Linked DNA regions of Zea mays: region 2 is linked to region 1. A link is a contact called in public Hi-C data. All regions are on one chromosome and are shown on one strand. The core of a region is the stretch at or near the end of the contact, and the rest is flanking DNA. Distances in the headings are between cores, read along the strand shown. Region 1 has its middle 110 kb from the start of LOC109943106. Region 2 holds the start of LOC103641142 (probable LRR receptor-like serine/threonine-protein kinase At1g56130).

Region 1 (3,785 bases), core at 1,074-3,573:
TTCCACTAGCTTCAGAAAACACGCTACAGTTTCTAGGAACAGCAATGCAGGAATCCCCTGTATGGCCACCATCGCAGCAAAATCAACCTGGGAACCTCCCTACACGCCTACTCCCCTACTGCCCTTGCCCCTATTGGGTAAGGTAGTCCTCCACTAGCTTTCCTAGTTAGTCAGCCAAGGGCGTCCCATTCCACCCTTGTGGTAGCACGTGTTTCTCAAGTTAAGCTCCATGTTCCAATTAAAAATAATGATTTTGACATGGACAATAAATAAAATAACAAAATAATTGGAACATGGACATAATGTAATATTAATTCCAAAACCATATAGAGCAATAGCAAAACTACCCAAATAATTCAGGGGTGAACAAGGTAAAAAGATAACCAAACTAGGGTGACCTATTGGGTCCCAACAAAATTAAGCCTATGCATGAGTAAGTGATAATAAAGAACATTATTGGGTAATAAAAGTGATCAAGGGCACAACTTGCTTGGGACTTGAGATTGCAGGTACCAGGATGACCTTTAGGTGACTCGTGACCTCGCGCTAGTCATAGCAATACAAACAAATGGTATAGACAAAATTAACATCCCACCAAACATAAGAATAAATTGCATAATAATGATCTACGCGTTGCTACGAGATCGCGGGAACAAGAATTGCTAAATTCGAAGTAACGGTTAAGGAGTTATGATTTATGGAAGATCTTCATGATTAAAGTATGTAAAACTATATTCTATGTTGATTATGTAAACTATATGAGTAAGGATATTAAAGGGATAACTAACTCAAGTTTTAATCTAATTTATAATCCACTTAAAGATCATACTTTAGTCAATTTCAGAGGAACAAAATTAAAATACCTCTTTTCCTTGGGCTAGGACAGTTAACCCTATAAGTATATGTATTTAATTATTTTAAGAACATGACAAAACAATATCACTAATGCCTGAGCAATTTTATTATGAAGCTAATGCAATTTTATTATGATTATTTAATTATGAATTTCTAAAGTCATTTAGTAACTAGAATAAAATAACTCAAGTGAATAATTTTAATTCAAGTTTCATGACTAAACAGAGCTACTAATTGGTAGACAATTTTATTACAAAATTAATGTCACTGGAATGGATCAATTTGGAGTTAAAATGAATTTAATATTAATTATACAAGTTTCTGGAATTATTTGCGTACTAAAAATCAATTTCTGAATTTATTTATTTGATTTCCCGAGCTCTGGACAGCGCAACAAATACTAAAAAGTCCGAGGTTAATATCGCAAATGTCCCACAGACTCAGACTTTCTTCAGGGTGGACTACGGGTTGTTTTCGAATAAGCCAAGGGGCTCATCCGTAAAATTGGCGCCACGAAGGGGTACGGGGTAAGGTCGACCGTCCGATCACGACCCGAGCTCTTAGATCTATTCCTTACTTAATTGAACCGGTACGCACTACGAGCCATTGGATCTAAAATCTCTGGTCAGGATTTTAAAACATCGCTATCAGACTTCGTCCACTGACCCGATGATCAAGGACCAAGATGAGCTGGGCCGAACCAGTACGGGGCCCCAATCCTGACTGTTGGTGGCCAGATTAGCGGTTAGACATGCTCCCACAACCCAGGCGGCCGAACGACGGCGCATAGGCCCTCCCCACGGCGGCGGGTTCGCCGAAGTTGGTGGAGCTGGCACCCCAATCCCTAATCTCTAATCCAATCGGTGCCACACGATCCTACGAATGAGGCGAATGTGCCAAGGGGCTTACCAAAGTTAGGGATCGGATCTGGAGAGTCGACCAGGGTTCATGGTGGCTCCACGGTGGAGCTATGCCTCGGCGAGCAACTGCTCGAGCTCCAATGGTGCTGCCCGATCGATTGGCACCCTCTGGCGTCCTCTCTCTCTCTACCTCTTTCTCCTCTTTCTCTCCGTCTTCGGTGGGGTATTCAAGGTGTCAGCCCGTGGCTTATAGCAATGGGGTGACTATGGTGCTATACGAAGCAAGTGGAGGCCACAAACTTGTAACCACCCAAGGCGCTCCTGACGGAGGTGGTTACGGCACGCGTAGAGCTTGCTGCAAGGCAAAGGAGGAGGTCCTACATGCGTGGGTTCCAGCGGAATAGGGATCTTTCCCTGACCTTGCGCGGAATTCTGTTATAACACGCGCGAGGGAGGAGATGGCTCTGATGGGTGGGGCCCACCTAAGAAGTGACGCCGGGGAAGTCCACCGCGAGAGTAGAGGCATTTGCGTCAGTCGGTTGCATGCAAGGAGCAGTCGTGGTCCACACGTCGGTGACAAGGAAGCGCGCCCGCTCACGCAGACTGACGCGTGGGACCGCCCGCAGCGACCCCGCACAGCCACGCATCCCTGATGAGGGCCTAACAGGTGGGCCCTGCCCACCAGTGAGCGAGGGCGCAGGAGGCAGTGGGCCGAGAGAGGTAGATCCGGCCCAGGTGAGTTTTTCCTTTTTTATTACTTTTTATTTCCTATTTCTTTCCCTTTTCCAATTTGAAACATCCAACCAATTTCAAATCCTTGTTTTAAATTTCGAATTTCAAATCTCCACATAGTCCTATTGTGATTACAAATCCCACTAAATGTAATGTTATTATTTGTTCTCATAACCATTATTTAATTCTAGGAGTAATAAATGATTATTACAATTTCCTTTCTCATCTTCTATTTTCCATTCCCTTTTTGATTTACAAATTTCAAATTCAAATCCAAGATAAAGTTTAAGAATTCAAATTTTTGATACATACTCAAAATCACTTATGATGCAATAGAGATATATTTATTTTAATTAATTTATTCGTTTGGTAGATGTTGGAAATATGAAACACACTCATATTGTTTCTTTCTTTTTAGAAAAATAGCATTTTGAATATGGGATAAGGATTAAAAGTTACTTCAATAATAAATATTCGTTATCTAATTATTTTGAAAGAAGGTAATGTATATTTCCATTTAAGTGTTTCTTGATTGTTTTAAGAGTATGTATAAATTTATGAGGAGAACAAATCAATGGAGTATCTCACCTTACTATTTTATTTCTTTATTTTTTCTCTACAAATTTTGGGCTTTACAAATCCTACCCCCTTAACAGAAATCTCGTCCTCGAGATTTGTAAGAAAAGGGATGTATAACCATATTGTCTTAGAACATATGCACAAACAAAAATTTCGGCATGATGCGTAACTTATTAGCACCACGTAGGGTCAATTAGACTTTATCCTAACTACTAACTAAAGTAACATTTAGGTCTTACAAATAGTAATATATATATATTTATGTATCTTGGTGGAGTTGGTGGGTGGTGGTGGATGTTAGAAATATGCCCTAGAGATAATCATAGAGATGAGCATATTTCTTTGTATCCATGATATATATATATTGCTTAATTGAATATCCATGGAAGGCACCTTGTATTGATTAGCAATTATGTGAATTGTTTGTGAGATTCTTTACTTATATGGTTATTCTAAATGATGTCCCTAGTCAGAGTCGATGACTAGCACATGTATTAGTAGATGACTACATTTCACAAGTCATGAACATGGAGATGTTAAATTAATAATGTGGGCGCATGTATGACATGAGGCTGGACCGACCCAACGTGAGATATTGTAATATAGTTCTCTTCTTGCAACATGAATACTGTATCCTTAGACCTGAGATTGTCGCATGTTCTCAAGATGTGAATTGACTTACTTAGGGACTATCAAACGCTATCTCGTAACTGGGTAGTTATAAAGGTAGTTTTGGGTTTGTCAGGAAGCATGCTATGA
Region 2 (4,014 bases), core at 49-2,548, 180 kb before region 1:
TAGCAGTGTTAACTGATTCTTGGTAGACAAATATGGGGGCATTACTGTGAATAATTGTTGGGAGTGCTTTATTCAGAAAAAAAAAGAAACTTGAGAATATATACAAGTTAGATGCCATACAGGTTACTGAGATAGGTGAGGTTCTCCAGCTCGGCTGGTATCTGGCCGACAACATTCAAGCCATACACTCTCCTGCAGAAGCAAATAACATGTCAAAGCGATCGAGACATCATCTCATACATATATAGGTTGAAATACAAGGAGCGTCTATATGGGAAAAACGTTTCTCCAGTGCCAAAGTCAATAACGTAACAATTAAGCCCCGCTCAGGCGTTTCGTCGAGCAGACGGTGGGTGAGCTCCGGTGGCAGATCGACGCGGGTGGTCCGGGAGGGGGAGAGCCGGAGAGGATGAGGATGAGGATCGGAAGTGAGGAAGAGCCTACAGTTTGGTGATGTGACAAACGGTGTTGTCGTCGTAGGAGCAGTCGCACTTGATGCTCGGGTTGATGGTGGGGCTGTTGTCGACGTCGGTGTCGTCGACGGCGACGCCGCTGCAGAGCTCGCCGCTGATGTTCCACCCCGGCGACGCCTTCAGCCCCCATCGCCCCAGGATCGTGCTCAGTGCCGCCGCTGCACAATTGCACGCATACGGAAAAAAATATAGTATATAATATATGCTTTGCGCACGAATGAAAATTTTGCGTCCGTCCAAAAAAAAACACATCATATACATGTAGGATTTCACTTAGCTTGCACAAGAAATTTGTGTGGGAGATATCAGATGTGGTTTCTGCAAGCACTACTACTACTAGAGTATGAGATTTACACGCGCGAGGGGCTAGCTGCCAATATATATAGGTCTTGGAGAGACTACACGCCGACATGCACATTTATATACGTACGTACCTTCGGCTGGATCAGTCCGTGCTGTTTGCTGGCCTCTCGCGGCTGCCACCCACGAGCACGCGAGAAGCAGCCAGAGGAGTCGTCCATGGCTGCTGCACCTGCACCTGCTGCGGCCTGCCATATCCATCTCGCTCGCTCCCTCGTTCGTTCTCTGCAGAGAAGCAAATAAAAGGTGTTTATTTAAGGATCAAAATATCAGCAATCACCATCATGCAGAAAGCTGACTAGCAGCGGCGTGCGTTGTGTTCTCTTCCTTCGCGCATCTGATTGTCGTCTCCCTGTCAGCAGGTTCATACATACCACTCGAGAGCGATAGCGACGGCAGTACTTTTTGTGTACTACGTTCCTATCCTTGCAGAGCCAGCAGCGACTTTGAACATTGACCAACTGTTAATCTCGTGCTCTCCTTGATGCATGCGATTTTAATTGATAGTTGCATGGGGTGAATTCGGTCGATAGGTGATGCAACACTACCGGAGTATGCAGCTTCAGTCCAACAATTTTTTTGTTACGGTTAATTTAGAACTGGTATTGACGACGCTAGCTTCAGTGCAGGTTTTAATGTGAAGATCTCTACAAAAGATATTAGTATATCTACCGGAATTCGCGCCTTTGCCGAGTGCCGGTGGCTTTGCCGAGTGCTTTTTATCGGGCACTCGGCAAATCCGGCTTTACCGAGTGCCGCACTCGGCAACGTCCTGCGCTCGGTAAAGAGCTAGTTTACCGAGTGTAGGACACTCGGCACAGCCGAGCACTCGACAAAGACTTCTTTGCCGAGGGTCAAGCACTCGGCAAACATGGCTCTCGGCAAAGGGCCGTTAGCGGCCGTCTACAACTGACGGCCGTCAGTCTTTGCCGAGTGTCAAATATCGGGCACTCGGCAAACATAGTTTTTGTCGAGTGTCCTCTGTAGACACTCGGCAAAGCATATTTTAATTTTTTTTATTTTGGTCACCAAAATTTTTGTGGTATGTTTCTACACTATGTAGACCTACATGTACCATTTTGGGACAATTATAACAGTTTTTTCTATAGCTAGTACATTTAGTTTGTTTATTTGAATTTCTTCGGAAAATTCAGATTTGAACTGCAGGTCACTCGAAACTTGGAAAACCGTGAATGCAAAAATGATATCCATGCTACATAGCACAAGTTACGACCGATTTCAGGAGCGAACCGGAAACTTCGAGCACCATGCTCACTCAACATGACCGTAAACTTGCCATCCAGGTGTTTAAAAATTGTATAAAACAGAAACAAAGTCAGAAAATCATGAACCCTGTCCACGTGTCATGATATCATATGTAGAGGCTGTGATAAAAATTTGAAAAAGTTTCGAGAAAGCTGTAACGCACTATGTGTACAAACCTAAGAGATCCACATTGAAACTCTATGATTTCATGTGTGGTTCTCTTAGGTTTCTACACATAGTGTCTCACAACTTTCTCCAAACATTCTAAATTTTTTATCACAGACTCTACATATGATATCATGACATGTGGACAAGTTTCATGATTTTCTAAGTTTGTTTGTGTTTTATAAATTTTTTAAACAGTTGTATGGCAAGTTCACGGCCATGTTGAGTGAGCATGGTGCTCGAAGTTTCCGGACCGCTCCTGAAATCGGTCGTAACTTGTGCTATGTAGCATGGATATCATTTTTGCATTCACGGTTTTCCAAGTTTCGAGTGACCTGCAGTTCAAATCTGATTTTTCCGAAGAAATTCAAATAAACAAACTAAATGTACTAGCTATAGAAAACACTGTTATAATTGTCCCAAAATGGTACATGTAGGTCTACATAGTGTAGGAACATACCACAAAAATTTTGGTTGGCAAAATAAAAAAAAAATGTACTTTGCCGAGTGTCCAAGGAAGACACTCGACAAAGACTTCTTTGCCGAGTGCCCCCCAGGGTGGCACTCGGCAAAGATGTGTAAGGTAATATTTGCCGAGTGTCAGATGGTAGACACTCGGCAAAGGATCCTTTACCGAGTGCCACTGATCTGGCACTCGGCAAAGTTTATTTTAAAAATTAAAAAAAACTTTGCCGAGTGCCAGATCACGGGCACTCGGCAAAGAAGGCGAATATACTCGCCCGCGGCTTCCTTCTTTCTCCTTTCTTCTTTCTTCTTTCTCCTTTCTCCTTCTTTCTCCCTGCGCGCCCGCCGCCGCTCCGCGCCATCGCCGGCTCGCCGCCCGCCGTGCCGTCGCCGGCCGCGTCCGCCCACGCCAGCGCCCGCCGCGGCCGCCGCCCGCCGTGCCCGCCGCGGCCGCCGCCCGCCGTGCCCGCCGCGGCCGCCCTCGCCAGCGCCCGCGCCCGCGCCCGCCGCGGCCTCCCTCGCCGGCGCCCGCGCCCTCGCCGGCGCCCGCCCGTCCGCCCGCCCGTCCGCCCGCGCCCTAGTGAGTGTATGAATCATTTTTATTGTAGTTGTATAGCTAGTAGATTTGTTTGGTGGAGCGATTAGGATGGAATCAACTAGCTACTAGAATTGTATAGTGACCTTGCTCGAATGAACTAGAGCGAGTGCTTGTAGTGTTTTATTAGGATTTTGTATTGTATTAACCGCTTGATTGTATAGTGACCTTGCTCGAATGAACTAGAGCGAGCGCGTCTGCCTGCACCGCGTCGCGTCGCCACTGCACCGACCCGCCACAGCCCCACTAGCCTGACTCCACCGCCACCCTAGGTATAACCTCTATTTCCGCATCATGGTCGTAGATCACGTAACCCAGTTAGGCGTCTCCCGTTCGAAAGAGATACGGTGTAGATATGCAGATCTTTGCATATCTACAAATGTATCAGTTTCGAATTGTCCACGTTTTTTGGACAGCCCGCGGTTGCGTAGATGGTGTTAGTTTCCATGCTCTACTCCGGTCCGAGAAAGAGTTTCGGCGTCACCTCCCTGTTGTTCTCCGGACAGTACACTCTCCCTGCCAGGACGTGTATCCGGAGAACAGCGGGGAGGTGCTGCCGAAATTCTATCTCGGATCGGAGTAGAGCATGGAAACTAACTCCATCTACGCAACCGCGGGTGGGATTAGGACCTATCCTCACCTATTAGAAGGTAGGAACGTAGTGTACATGCATTACATGTCTATATTAAA

Evidence for each region. A called contact is a pair of places that touch in the nucleus more often than the background predicts.
Region 2: a contact with region 1 is called in a Hi-C map of leaf, with 4 times the contacts expected there. The contact joins the promoter of LOC103641142 here to the enhancer-like site in region 1. A contact is called at or near these places in 4 of 25 Hi-C or Micro-C datasets (bundle sheath, endosperm, leaf and 1 more).

Annotation. Positions count from the first base shown.
Region 1 is chr10:63,974,884-63,978,668 of Zm-B73-REFERENCE-NAM-5.0, reverse strand. No RefSeq gene overlaps it. Among protein-coding and RNA genes, the nearest start is that of LOC109943106, 110 kb to the right of the region's middle. Within about 2 kb of position 2,323, at least 17 of the 20 cell types and tissues checked have an H3K27ac peak or open chromatin away from gene starts, as enhancers often do. A contact at or near this core is called in bundle sheath, leaf and tassel, where this site is marked.
Region 2 is chr10:64,156,115-64,160,128 of Zm-B73-REFERENCE-NAM-5.0, reverse strand. It overlaps LOC103641142 (probable LRR receptor-like serine/threonine-protein kinase At1g56130), which reads right to left and starts at 1,298. Exons shown (of 25, transcript XM_008664510.3): 1 at 1,208-1,298; 2 at 908-1,058; 3 at 445-631; 4 at 121-192. The coding sequence starts at 1,034.